Linked DNA regions of Mus musculus: region 1 is linked to region 2. A link is a contact called in public ChIA-PET data. All regions are on one chromosome and are shown on one strand. The core of a region is the stretch at or near the end of the contact, and the rest is flanking DNA. Distances in the headings are between cores, read along the strand shown.

Region 1 (5,987 bases), core at 742-3,241, 180 kb after region 2:
GTTGCGTTTTCATTGCTGGGCATATTTGGGTTGGAGATTTCCCGCAACATCGTTAAATAGAGTCTGTGTATCCCGAAGGCATCCAAGGTGGCTCTACATAATAAACTTCCAGAAAATCGGGACTTGATGCTCAGCTGCAAGGTCTGGGTTCTGACAAGAACCTAGATGAACCTGAAGAGGATTTGCCCTCAGACCCTGTGCTAAGCTCCAAGCCTATGGACATCCATCTCAATTTGCTCTCTGAGCAGAGACTCCAGCCATGTTGAGACACGATGAACCAGGTCACACCACACCACACTCACTCTGACTTGGAGCAAGGAGCTAACGTATTGACATTGTTCAAGCCACTGAATTTAGGAGTCAGTACTTAGTTCTTCCATACTCCAAATATACCAGTGCTCTGATGCCAATGTTCCCTTCCTCCCCTCCCCCAGTGTCTCCCCACCACCTCACATCTCCCCCAGATCCCACCCTCCTTTGCCTTCAGACAAGAACCGCCCTCCCAGGGACTTCAAGCAAACATGGCATAGCAAGCTACATAACACCAGACTCAAAGCATCATATCAAGACTGGACAGGCAACCCAGTAGGAAGAAAAGGGTCCCAGGAGGAGACAAAAGAGTCAGGGACAGTCCCTGTTCCCACTGTTAAGATTCTCAAGAGGACATCAAGTTACTCACCCAAACATATATGTAGAGGATCTAGGTCAGACCCCCTATAGGCTCCCTGATCTCTGTGAGTCCCCATGAGTCCCACTTAGTTGATTGGGCCATGTTCTTGTGATGTGTCTGACCCCTCTGGTTCCTCCAATCCTTCTTCCCCACCCCTCCATAGGACTCCCAGGTCTCAGCGTAATGTTTGACTGTGGTACTCTGTATCTGCTTCCATCTGTTGCTGGATGTATTCTCTGCTACCTTTGAGGTTCTGCTAGAGCCTTTCTTCTTTAAGTTGCTTTTGTTTCAGTGGTGAGAAAAGAAAACCAAGACCACAGCTTAGACAGTAGTATACTCACCTTGATGGGAAACATCTTCAGCTGACTACAGTCCTTAGTGAGAAATTCAGATTCGATATGGACTTTAATCCTTATGCGAACCAGCCATATTACAGACTGAATATTATAAGTTCATTAACTTTAAATATTGATATGGCAAATCAGATTGTTTTCTATTGCACGTGAGCAATGAAAACCTGCTTACGGAGGCAGGGGGCCATCAAAGCGAAAGAAGCATCAGAGTCCATTTGATGTTTTTAGAAATTCCCCAAAGCTCAAGCTGGGAGTGGAAAGCTCTGTGGTTAGTAACATCCTTGACAAAGGTGCAAAATCAGTATTACCTAATACAGTCACTTTGCCTAATAGGAGGCTGAGGTGAGAAAGGCCAAGTTGTTTGTTTGAGGTTGCTCAGTAGGTGCTGGAACCACCAAGCATGATTCAGACTGCACTGCACTGAGCATCTGACAGGGTGGTTCCTGGAAGAAGCTCTGATGGCTTCCCCACCCTCCTCCTCCACAGGAAGAGCTCTGCAGTGCTTTAGAGCCTTTTGGGTTGCCAATGTCATCAGCAAATTCATCTTTAGTTTGCAAGCTCTGCCTTGAAGAGCAGTACCCTTCAGGACGCTCTACCCTGCAGAACAGCGGGGCTCTCTAGTGAGTCAAGTCTGGCCTAAAGATAACAACAGCTGTCTTCCTGTGCTTGTGGAAGGAGTCTGAGCTCTCTGAGAGAGTTTTCTCTCTTTTCAAATGGAGTAACAGCAGTCCTTGGAAAAAATGCCTACCCTTAGGGAAAAAATTAGATGATGATAACAACAAAAGGAGAAAGAAAAGAAAACCAAAAAAATCCATCACCAGCCCAGCCAGGACCGTCAGCATGCGCCCCTGTTTAGGAAGCACCCATGCTTGTGCGTGTCTTCAAAGTCAGAAGCAGCTTCCTGTAGGAGAGCCACAGGGCAGGCCTGGGCCGCTGAGCCTTGAAACACTCTCTGATACCGAGACGGGCACAGGAAGTACAACCGCTGACTTCTCAGAGGAAGCCTCAGTGCCGCTTCGCAGAGTTGAAAGACAGACTGAAGAGAAAGAAGATGAAGAATGGTAAGCCCATCAATGTCAAAGACACTAGAATCCAGAGCTGTGTGAACAGACTCGAGAACTACCCCCAGATCATGGTGCCAAATTCTCTGCTGACAGTATTTTTGAAGCGCCCCACCCCACCCCACCCCCCCCCCCCGCCGACAATTGCCCAGACAGAATTGACACTTGATAGTATATAATCTGCCTAATAAATTTGATTGAAATTGTGACATTTTCAAAGTTATTTCTAGTATCTCAAATTAAGCTTTAAAGGGAGAGTTCCCTTTGATTCAGCTAAATCACAATAATTGGTTTTAAAGCAAATAGAAACACACTGATTATCAATTAAGCCAATGGATTGATACAAATGCGGGCTTGTGTATTTGTTTCTAAGCTTTGCCCTTCTCCCCGATACTCCATACTTACTTCTATCAATCTAGTGATTAGAAAAACAAAGTTCTGGTAAATGATGGAAATGTTACACAAACAAGTGCCATGGAGTGAAGTCCACATGTGCCAAGTACGGAGGCTCTGTTCATTTGAATGTGCCTGTCAGCACTTGAGTGCAGCAATTTTCATTATGAGCTTTTACTAACAATAAATACAGGCCAGATTTAAGGGGAAACATGGCTTATTTCCTCTTCCCAGGGACCCCATTTGGCTGCATCTTCTGTCCATGACTCCCACATTCTGTTGCTGTGGTGAAAGCCAGCGACCTACAGAGTAATTAGTTTGGGTTTTGTCTACACAGCACCCACATAAGCAATTGGAAAGTGAAAAATTCAGCCAAATCATCGGGCTTTGTGTGTGGCAGTTCCCGCATGACTTTAAATAGCCAGTTAGTGCTTTTCTGTTCGGTGAAAAGAAAAAAAAAAGGCATTTTCACTAATTGGTTCTTTCATCAGCATGTGGACTGCATTGTCAATAATTGGCCTAGGAGGGGTGAGCATGTTAGACTGTTGTTTTGCCTTGGGATGGGGAAGAAAAGAGAGAGAGAAACACAGAAAGGAATTGGATCTGCAGATGAATGGAGGAAGGACTGTGTAAAGGTGAGAAATGAAAGAACTCAGGTGACATGGTCACTTAAGGTACACCATAGGTCAACAGTCCTGTCTTTGCATTTATACATGGTCATCTGTTCCACACACAGCACCAACGCTGGAGGATATAGGCATCATAGATGCACCATTGTCTGGGGTCATCCCAGACTTTATCCCTCTGCCATGGAGACTGGGTTCAATGCTTGTGTTTCTATAGGTTGCTAGGTCCTGCTGGTGAACCTGCTCTCAGGGCTGTGCTCTGAGAACCAGTGACCAAGAGAAATTACTTTTAAGAAAAAGAACTGAGGAGCAGAGGCTAACATCAAGGCCACGAGTAGGGAGTAGAGCTGAGATCAAAACCCATCTCTCACCCTAGTGGTGGTAGGACATGCCTTTGATCCCAGCACTCCCTAGGCAGAAGCAAGTAGATCTGAATCCAAGGCCAGCCTTGTCTATGGAGCTCATTCCAGGACAGCCAGGACTGCAAAGAAATCCTATCTTGAAAAGTCAAAACAAATCAACAAAACAACAACTACAACAACAACTCCCACCTCTAATTCACAGCCCATTGCTTCTACCCCAGAGGGAATTGTGGGGGTTAAAAGGGACCTCAGTACATCCACACTGAGGTCTGCTCTGGGATCTATGAATCCATTCTTCTCCTTCTGGGTTTCTTACCCAGCAAAACGTGAAGTGTTCTTGTCTCACAGGAATCCATCCTCATCCCTTTCCTTGGTTAATACTGCTATTTTGGTATGTGAACAGATGTGTGTTTTTTCTAGTACAGTGGTCCCTTTCTATCCACTGGGGAATTGGTTCCAGATCCCTGTAGATATCGTCAAAACTACAGATGCTCAGGCTTGCCTATAAAAAAATGCTTTCACTTTGGCAAATAGTTTCTACGCGATTTTTTGTATCATTTAAATACTCTCTAGATTATGCATAATGCCCAATTCAATATAAATACTTTTCAGACAGCAATACTGCTTTGTTTAAGAAATAACAGCAAGAAAAAAAAACCCATTGTGCATTCCAGTCCAGATCAATTCTTTCTTTATACTATTTTTACATGAGGTTGGTTCATCTGCAGATGTGGAAGCCTGGGATATTAGAGGCCAGCTGTATTTCATGAGTGGCTCTCCATGATGAGAGCATACTCAGTGCACCCCCTTCCTTCATGATATGCAGAAACAGGTAGCAGAGAAAAACTAATCTAAGTCTTTGTTGTTAAATCCCCAAAGCCAAATTTAAGATGTAAAATAATAATGTAAAAACTGGGTCATAGCTTAGTCAGTAAATAGCTTGCTTGAGTATGATTCCCAGAACCTATGTATAAGAAGCAGAGCATGGTGGTACACACTTGTAACACAGTGTCAGGAAAGTGGAGACAGGCAGATCACTGGGGCTGACTGATCAGCTAACCTAGTCTACTGGTGAGCTCCAGGCCAATAAAAAATCATGTCTTGAAAGGCAAGATGGATGAGGTAGGTGAAAGACAGCAGAGCAGATGACTTCCATAGGCACATGCGCACATGCCTGGACACACACACACACACACACACACACACACACAGCCATTTACATGTCAACTGCTTATCTTCTGTCCCCTACTTACTACCTGAAGACAGCTTAGTCAGTCAGACAGTAGAGTAAGCAAGAGAGAAGAGTAATCAAGTGAGCATGCTCTGGAAGAAGAGCTGGATTTGGAAAGTATCACCTAAACTGAGTGTAGTCAGTACACAGTGACCATTCATCCACTATTCTTGCAGACCCAGGAGCCAGCACCAGCAAGACAAAGCCTTGGTGACTCAGACCACCTCTCCTAAGTGACAGGTTAATGAGCTTCCCTCAATAACCACCTTGATTGTTAGCAGAAAGAGTGACCCCATTGTCCTCCTGCATTCTTTTTTTTTTCCATTTTTTATTAGGTATTTAGCTCATTTACATTTCCAATGCTATACCAAAAGTCCCCCATATCCACCCACCCCCACTCCCCTGCCCACCCACTCCCCCTTTTTGGCCCTGGTGTTCCCCTGTACTGGGGCATATAAAGTTTGCAAGTCCAATGGGCCTCTCTTTCCAGTGATGGCCGACTAGGCCATCTTTTGATATATATGCAGCTAGAGTCAAGAGCTCCGGGGTATTGGTTAGTTCATAATGTTGTTCCACCTATAGGGTTGCAGATCCCTTTAGCTCCTTGGCTACTTTCTCTAGCTCCTCCATTGGGAGCCCTATGATCCATCCATTAGCTGACTGTGAGCATCCACTTCTGTGTTTGCTGGGCCCCGGCATAGTCTCACAAGAGACAGCTACATCTGGGTCCTTTCAATAAAATCTTGCTAGTGTATGCAATGGTGTCAGCGTTTGGATGCTGATTATGGGGTGGATCCCTGGATATGGCAGTCTCTACATGGTCCATCCTTTCATCTCAGCTCCAAACTTTGTCTCTGTAACTCCTTCCATGGGTGTTTTGTTCCCAAATCTAAGGAGGAGCATAGTGTCCACACTTCAGTCTTCATTCTTCTTGAGTTTCATGTGTTTAGCAAATTATATCTTATATCTTGGGTATCCTAGGTTTGGGGCTAATATCCACTTATCAGTGAGTACTCAACTCCACATACCAAGGAACAGTAGCTTTCATCCAACATCCCTAAGCCAGTATGGGACCTTTCAAGTCCTCTGACAGCCGTGGGAATGGAGCTCTTTCCGCCTTGGAATCCAAACTTCTTTGCCTTCTCCAGACACAATACTATCCAATACATACTTCACATGTTACATGGATGGCAACCAGCTGTTAGTGTATGTCCACATCTATGTATGGAGGGGATGCTGTATGTGTGTGTACATAATTCAGAGGCTGATGTCAATGTTCTCCTCAGCCACT
Region 2 (6,437 bases), core at 695-3,194:
CAAAGAAGTGTTTAGCCAAGATAATTTAACATTCCTATAACTGTTAAGGGTTTTTTGGTTTTGTTTGGTTTGGTAAATACTACACTATTTAGTTTCTATGCTCTGAGAGTTTAAGGTGTCTTGACTTGTCTGACATACTAACTTATTTTTTAAAGTTATAATTAGGAGAATATCAAAACAAAGATATTCAAAACTCACACAGCTGTAATGCAACCATTCTGAGGGCTTGCCTCACACCTATCCTAAATGACGACATCTGGTCATTTACAACATGAACCCCAGGCCCAACAGATAACCTACTGGGCAAGGGCTCCAAAATCAGAAAAGAAGGAAGGAAAAGAAAGCAAAAAAAGGCAATGCCTATTAAGCTTGAAGCCTGTGCAAATTACAAGCTACACACACACACACACACCATGGAACTACCATCAGTTTTAAAGAAAAACACATCAGAGAATAAGACAATTGGACATAAGTTTTCAGAGTGCTATTGATATGTAACTTTCCAGGGCACACCTCTGCTATAAACAAGTAGACAGGTTACTTTACTTGGAATTTACGTTGGGGGTGGGGGGTGGGGGCAGACGTTTCCTTTTCAAGCACCCACATGGTGGTAATTCACAATAATTTGTAACCCCAGTTCCAAGGAATCCCAACACATCTCTTCTGACCTCCATGGGCACCAGATACCCACAAGGTGCACAGACATACATGCGGGCAAACATACATACACATAAAAAATGAATATATGTTCTAAAAAGAATTTACAATTTAATTGCTAAGATAATGCTCCTTGAAATCACTATCTAATCTATGCAACAAATATGTTTATTCTGTGTTTTAAATGACACCAGCCAGTCTAATGGTTGTTATTGTTGGTTTTGTTGTTTATATTTTGTTTGTTTGTGGTTTTGACAGGGTCTCATGGTGTAGTCCTGGAACTTGCTGTGTAGACCAGGCTGGCCAGGAACTCACAGAGATCCTCCTGCCTCCTCTGCCTCCCAAGTGCCAGGGGTAATATAGTAAGTGCCACAATAATCCAGCCAGTCCCCCGCCCCGCTTTTTGTTAGAACTCGATTATTTCTTTCCTGGACAAAATGTAGTTGGTAGATACTGAAACAACTCAAGCTATAAGGGTTTTGCCTAATACTTTGCTATCGTTTTTTAAAAGGATATGACTCTAGAGTTCCACCGGGGACTGAAACATAAGTTATTTGGCCCAAAAAGCTCCCCAGGCGCCATAAGCCCAGGCATCACAGACTGCGCTAGTTTTCTAACATCATTTTAGACAACCATCCCTTCTGGCAGGCATCCCTTGTAGAAAACTAAAGTACAGCGTTTTCTGCAGAGCTGGTGCACACGGGGACCCGGATCAGTCCAAGAGGCTGACTTCAAGTTCTGTTTAAGTCCGGCAGCGGGCATCCCTCTCGGGTCGCGCCTTACCTCGGGGGAAGCCGAGAGCCGCCCGGCGGTCGCAACACTAAACACCAGGCTGGCAGGACCAGTGCTCTCCAAAAAGTCTCCTAGGACCTGCCGGTGGTCATCGCTCTCCAGATACTGGCCCCACGTCTCCTCCGGGAACCTCAACGCCTGGCGCAGACGGCCTCCCAGGAAGCGCACCCGCGGGTCTAGGGCAAAGCGTTGCACTCTCCTTGCAGCCGCCGCCTCCTCGTCCTCCTCGTCCTCCTGCTCTGAGGGGCTGAGCCTCAGCACAGTCCCTTCCTCCTGTGCTGCCATCTCGTACCTAGAGAGGATTCTTGGAGTCGTGCGCCAAGGAGGCTATCACCGAGCCAGCGCCAGCCGCTCTGCCTGCAGAGCTAGGTGCACTGGAAGCGAGGTGGCTCGGACTGCAGCGCGTCCCGTTGCCAGGGAGATGGCTGCCCCGCCCCGTCCCGGGAGTGAGGGAGGAGCGAGAGTCTTGGGTCGCCCGGTAGCTCTCAGGCAGAGACCGGGAAATCAACTGGATTTCTCTGCTTTCCTCCCCTGGGCATCTTGGGGATCCCAGAAATGTTCCAGGACTAGTTAGCGGCTCTGGATTCAGCAGTACTGTCTTGAGCAGATAGTCCTGCTAAATTTGCCGCCATGGTAAATTTATCTAATCCCTAGAAAGCTGGGGCTAAATGCTCAATGTTTAACTGTGGATGAAGTATGGTCCAAAGTAGTTAGGTAGCAAGAAATGCTGCCACACACATCGTACACAGAGAATTGCTTATTCAATAAGTTTAGAGAAAGAATAAGTTACGTTACATTGTAAGTCAATAAACTACTTTCAATTTGGGGAAGGAACATTTTGAGCAAAAATACTAATATTAAAGTAAGATTTTTTCAAGGACTTAAATGTAACAAAATAGTAAAAGAATATGTAGCAAAGAATGTAGCTTCCTAGCTGCCATCAGAACAGTGACGTTGCACTGGACAGAGCCTGCCACATTCACCAAGGCCAGTGCAATTTTAACTTGTCATTGGGTTTTCTCCAGCAGAATAGTTTCTTTTTTCAGAAATAATTTACTCTATAAACCCAGTCTTTCATTGCAGTAGATATTAAGAAGTGCGTTTCCCTAGAAAATTTGTATCTCAGAGTAATAAATCCATCACTTAAGAAAGGCATGCTTTTTCTCAATATTTTTTCAAGTATGATTTAAAAGCACCAAGCAGGTACCATAATGAGTTCACTTGGCTTCTCACACACACAAAAAAAATCTTTATTAAACACCTACTGAGTGCCAATCACTGCTGATGCTGAACACACAGTATTGTAGGCACACTAAGCTTCTGTCCTCACATCACTTGTCTAAGTTAGCTCCACACTGACTGGACTGAGGCTATTCCACCTGGGTTTGCCTTCTATTTCTATCAGATGCTGTCAGAGCCATCTAGGATAGGCTAAAGGCATGCAGGTGACTTTTCTAGAGATGACCCACCATTTTTGCATGGTGGTGATGGGTAAACTGAATAGCAAGGCCTTCAGAAATTTCCTCTCAAGATTGCTTCTTGCAGCTGATATGCCTTTCCCAGTCACTATTACATAGTATAATAACTTCTGGACATTAGCCTACTGTATTGAGCAGATTTCCTGCAGATCGACATAAAGATAAACTTTCATGAATTAATGCTGCTTAGATGAGTTAATGATTTCATAGAATTCCTGATTTGATTCAAATAATTTTAGGAAGAAAGTTTTTTACATGGTTTTAGTTGTTTTGCCTAAAAGATGTAATAAAATTAGAATCAGGAATAGAATTTACCCCCTCCTCATAAAGTAAAGGCTACATAATAAAGAATACAATGAGCTTTCATAATTACACTAAAAAGAATTATAGACCTGGGACAAATTTGTGTTCAAAGAAAAACACTCAGGTCCAAGGATGAAGCCACAGGTGTGCACTATGATAAGACAAGGCCATTTAAAAACTGTTGCTTTGTTTAGCAAATTGTATCTTATATCTTGGGTATTCTAAGTTTCTGGGCTAATATACACTTATCAGTGAGTACATATTGTGTGAGTTCTTTTGTGATTGGGTTACCTCACTCAGGATGATGCCCTCCAGGTCCATCCATTTGCCTAGGAATTTCATAAATTCATTGTTTTTAATAGCTGAGTACTACTCCATTGTGTAGATGTACCACATTTTCTATATCCATTCCTCTGTTGAGGGGCATCTGGGTTCTTTCCAGCTTCTGGCTATTATAAATAAGGCTGCTATGAACATAGTGGAGCATGTGTCCTTCTTAACAGTTGGAACATCTTCTGGATATATGCCCAGGAGAGGCATTGCGGGATCCTCCGGTAGTACTATGTCCAATTTTCTGAGGAACCGCCAGACTGATTTCCAGAGTGGTTGTACCAGCTTGCAATCCCACCAACAATGGAGGAGTGTTCCTCTTTCTTCACATCCTTGCCAGCATCTGCTGTCACCTGAATTTTTGATCCTAGCCATTCTGACTGGTGTGAGGTGGAATCTCAGGGTTGTTTTGATTTGCATTTCCCTGATGATTAAAGATGTTGAACATTTTTTTTCAAGTGCTTCTCAGCCCTTCGGTATTCCTCAGTTGAGAATTCTTTGTTTAGCTCTGTACCCCATTTTTAATGAGGTTATTTGAATTTCTGGAGTTCAGCATCTTGAGCAATCCCACCAACAATGGAGGAATACAATTTGCTAAACACATGAAACTCAAAAAGAACGAAGACCAAAGTGTGGACACTTTGCCCCTTCTTAGAATTGGGAACAAAACACCCATGGAAGGAGTTACAGAGACACAGTTTGGAACTGAGACGAAAGGATGGACCATCTAGAGACTGCCATATCCGGGGATCCATCCCATAATCAGCCTCCAAACGCTGACACCATTGCATACACTAGCAAGATTTTGCTGAAAGGACCCAGATATAGCTGTCTCTTGTGAGACTATACTGGGGCCTAGCAAACACAGAAGTGGATGCTCACAGTCAGCTATTGGATGGATCACAGGGCCCCCAATGGAGGAGCTAGAGAAAGTAACCAAGGAGCTAAAGGGATCTGCAACCCTATAGGTGGAACAACAATATGAACTACCCAGTACCCCCCAGAGCTCGTGTCTCTAGCTGCATATGTATCAGAAGATGGCCTAGTAGGCCATCAGTGGAGAGAGAGGCCCATTGGTCGTGCAAACTTTATCTGCTTCAGTACAGGGGAGCGCCAGGCCAAGAAGTGGGAGTGGGTGGGTGGGGGAGTGGGTGGGAGACTTTTGGGACAGCATTGGAAATGTAAATGAAATAAATACCTAATTAAAAAAAAAACTGTTGCTTTGAATTTATGAGCGTATGGAATGAAACACTGCTTTGAACTTGCTATGGATACCTCTCTGTAACTCCCCTTTTGTGTAACATTCTATCTCTGAGGTAATTCTTTCTTACATAGAGAACTTTTTGTCTGAAAAGCTATAAAAATTGCTGCTAGCCACGAAGAAAGGAAGTGTAACCATTTCTGCTATATGTAGAAGGTGCAAGTGTCTATGTGTGTGCTTGAGTTCTCCCCTTTTTTCCTTTCCTTTTCTCTCTGGTTCACAAAAAAATTAGTAAGTTCCAAGCCTCTCACCTGGCCAGCAAGAGGCTCCTGGGCAAGAAAGGAACTCTAACAATCTTTTACTTAATTCCCTGCTGCTACACAACAGGAGTCAATTACCTGAAACCTTCGGATAACAAAGAGTTTTGTTTGTTTGCTTGTTTGCTTTACATTTTATTCTGAATTTTTTCTTTTTTCTTTTTTTATTGGATATTTTATTTATTTACATTTCAAGTGTTATCCCCTTTCCTGCTCCCCCCCCAGAATCCCCCTATTCCATTCCCCCTCCTCCTGCTTCTATGAGGGTGTACCCCACCCTCTTACCCACACCTGCCTCCCTGCCCTCTAATTCCCCTACACTGGGGCATCAAGTCTTCACAGGACCAAAGGGCCTCTTCTCCCATTGATGCCCCACAAGCTGGAACCTTGGGTCCCTCCTTGGTTGGTGGTTTAGACCCTGGGAACTCTTCTTGGTTGATAATGTTGTTCTTCCTATGGGGTTGCAAACCCCTTTAGCTCCTTCAGTCCTTTCTCTAACTCCTCCATTGGGGACCCTGTGATCAGTTCAATGGTTGGCTGCAAGCATCCACCTCTGTATATGTCAGGCACTGGCAGAGCCTCTCAGGAGACAGCTATATCAGGCTCCTGTCAGCATGCACTTCTGAGCAAAGAGTTTTAAATATTACCAAAAGCAAGCCACCTTTGCCCTAGCAATCACAACTTCTGCCACCACAACCTCCAACACCCCCACTGCCGCCTTCCCTGGGAAACCCCATAAAGCCCGGAAGGTCACCCACAAGGTGCTAATGTGTGATCCGAGCAAGCCATTTACCCTCTGCGTGCCTCAGTCTTCACCTGAAATAGGAAATCATCAACTTTTCAGCAAACACTTCCTCACTGACCTTCCCTTGAGAAGGGTTCACTTTAAGATTCATGGAGTTGCTTCAGTAACTGGATGTGAGCAGATGTAACACAGGCTGCAGACAGCTTTGTATGGTAGACCTTGTCCCTTCCACTTCTGATGCTGTTACGAGAAGAAAATTCTCAACTAGCCTGCTTGTACAGGGAACCAATCTCTTATTCCCTTCCCCACTCCTATCAAAGTTCTTGTCTTCCCAATAAGTTCCCTCCAACTTTCATATCTACACACACACACACACACACACACACACACACACACACATATACACACTACTGCCCTTAATTAGGGTTGTTTGCTTGGGCATGAGCGAAAGGCTATTTAATCCAGCAAGGACAATTTAGCAGAGCTAGTCCACTAAAAAACATGACTCCCCCAGTTCTCTCAACCAACTATTAGCTGCTGTTCAGTCCTCAGGGAGGGATGGAGTTCTGTAGTCCTTTCCTTATCAATAATGGCTGTTGGTGAGCCTAGGCTTG

Evidence for each region. ChIA-PET counts read pairs in DNA pulled down with a chosen protein or histone mark.
Region 1: an RNA polymerase II ChIA-PET map of memory CD8 T cells shows a contact between it and region 2, with 32 read pairs. The contact joins the enhancer-like site here to the promoter of Dnah11 in region 2. A contact is called at or near these places in 4 of 39 promoter capture datasets (the HPC-7 cell line, embryonic stem cells, fetal liver and 1 more), 1 of 484 Hi-C or Micro-C datasets (liver) and 2 of 115 datasets of contacts at active chromatin or transcription factors (CD8 T cells and memory CD8 T cells).

Annotation. Positions count from the first base shown.
Region 1 is chr12:118,375,335-118,381,321 of GRCm38.p6, forward strand. No RefSeq gene overlaps it. Among named protein-coding and RNA genes, the nearest start is that of Sp4, 77 kb to the left of the region's middle. Within about 2 kb of position 1,992, at least 72 of the 459 cell types and tissues checked have an H3K27ac peak or open chromatin away from gene starts, as enhancers often do. A contact at or near this core is called in CD8 T cells, the HPC-7 cell line and memory CD8 T cells, where this site is marked.
Region 2 is chr12:118,197,099-118,203,535 of GRCm38.p6, forward strand. Dnah11 (dynein, axonemal, heavy chain 11) reads right to left here and starts at 1,945. Exons shown (of 82, transcript NM_010060.3): 1 at 1,441-1,945. The coding sequence starts at 1,734.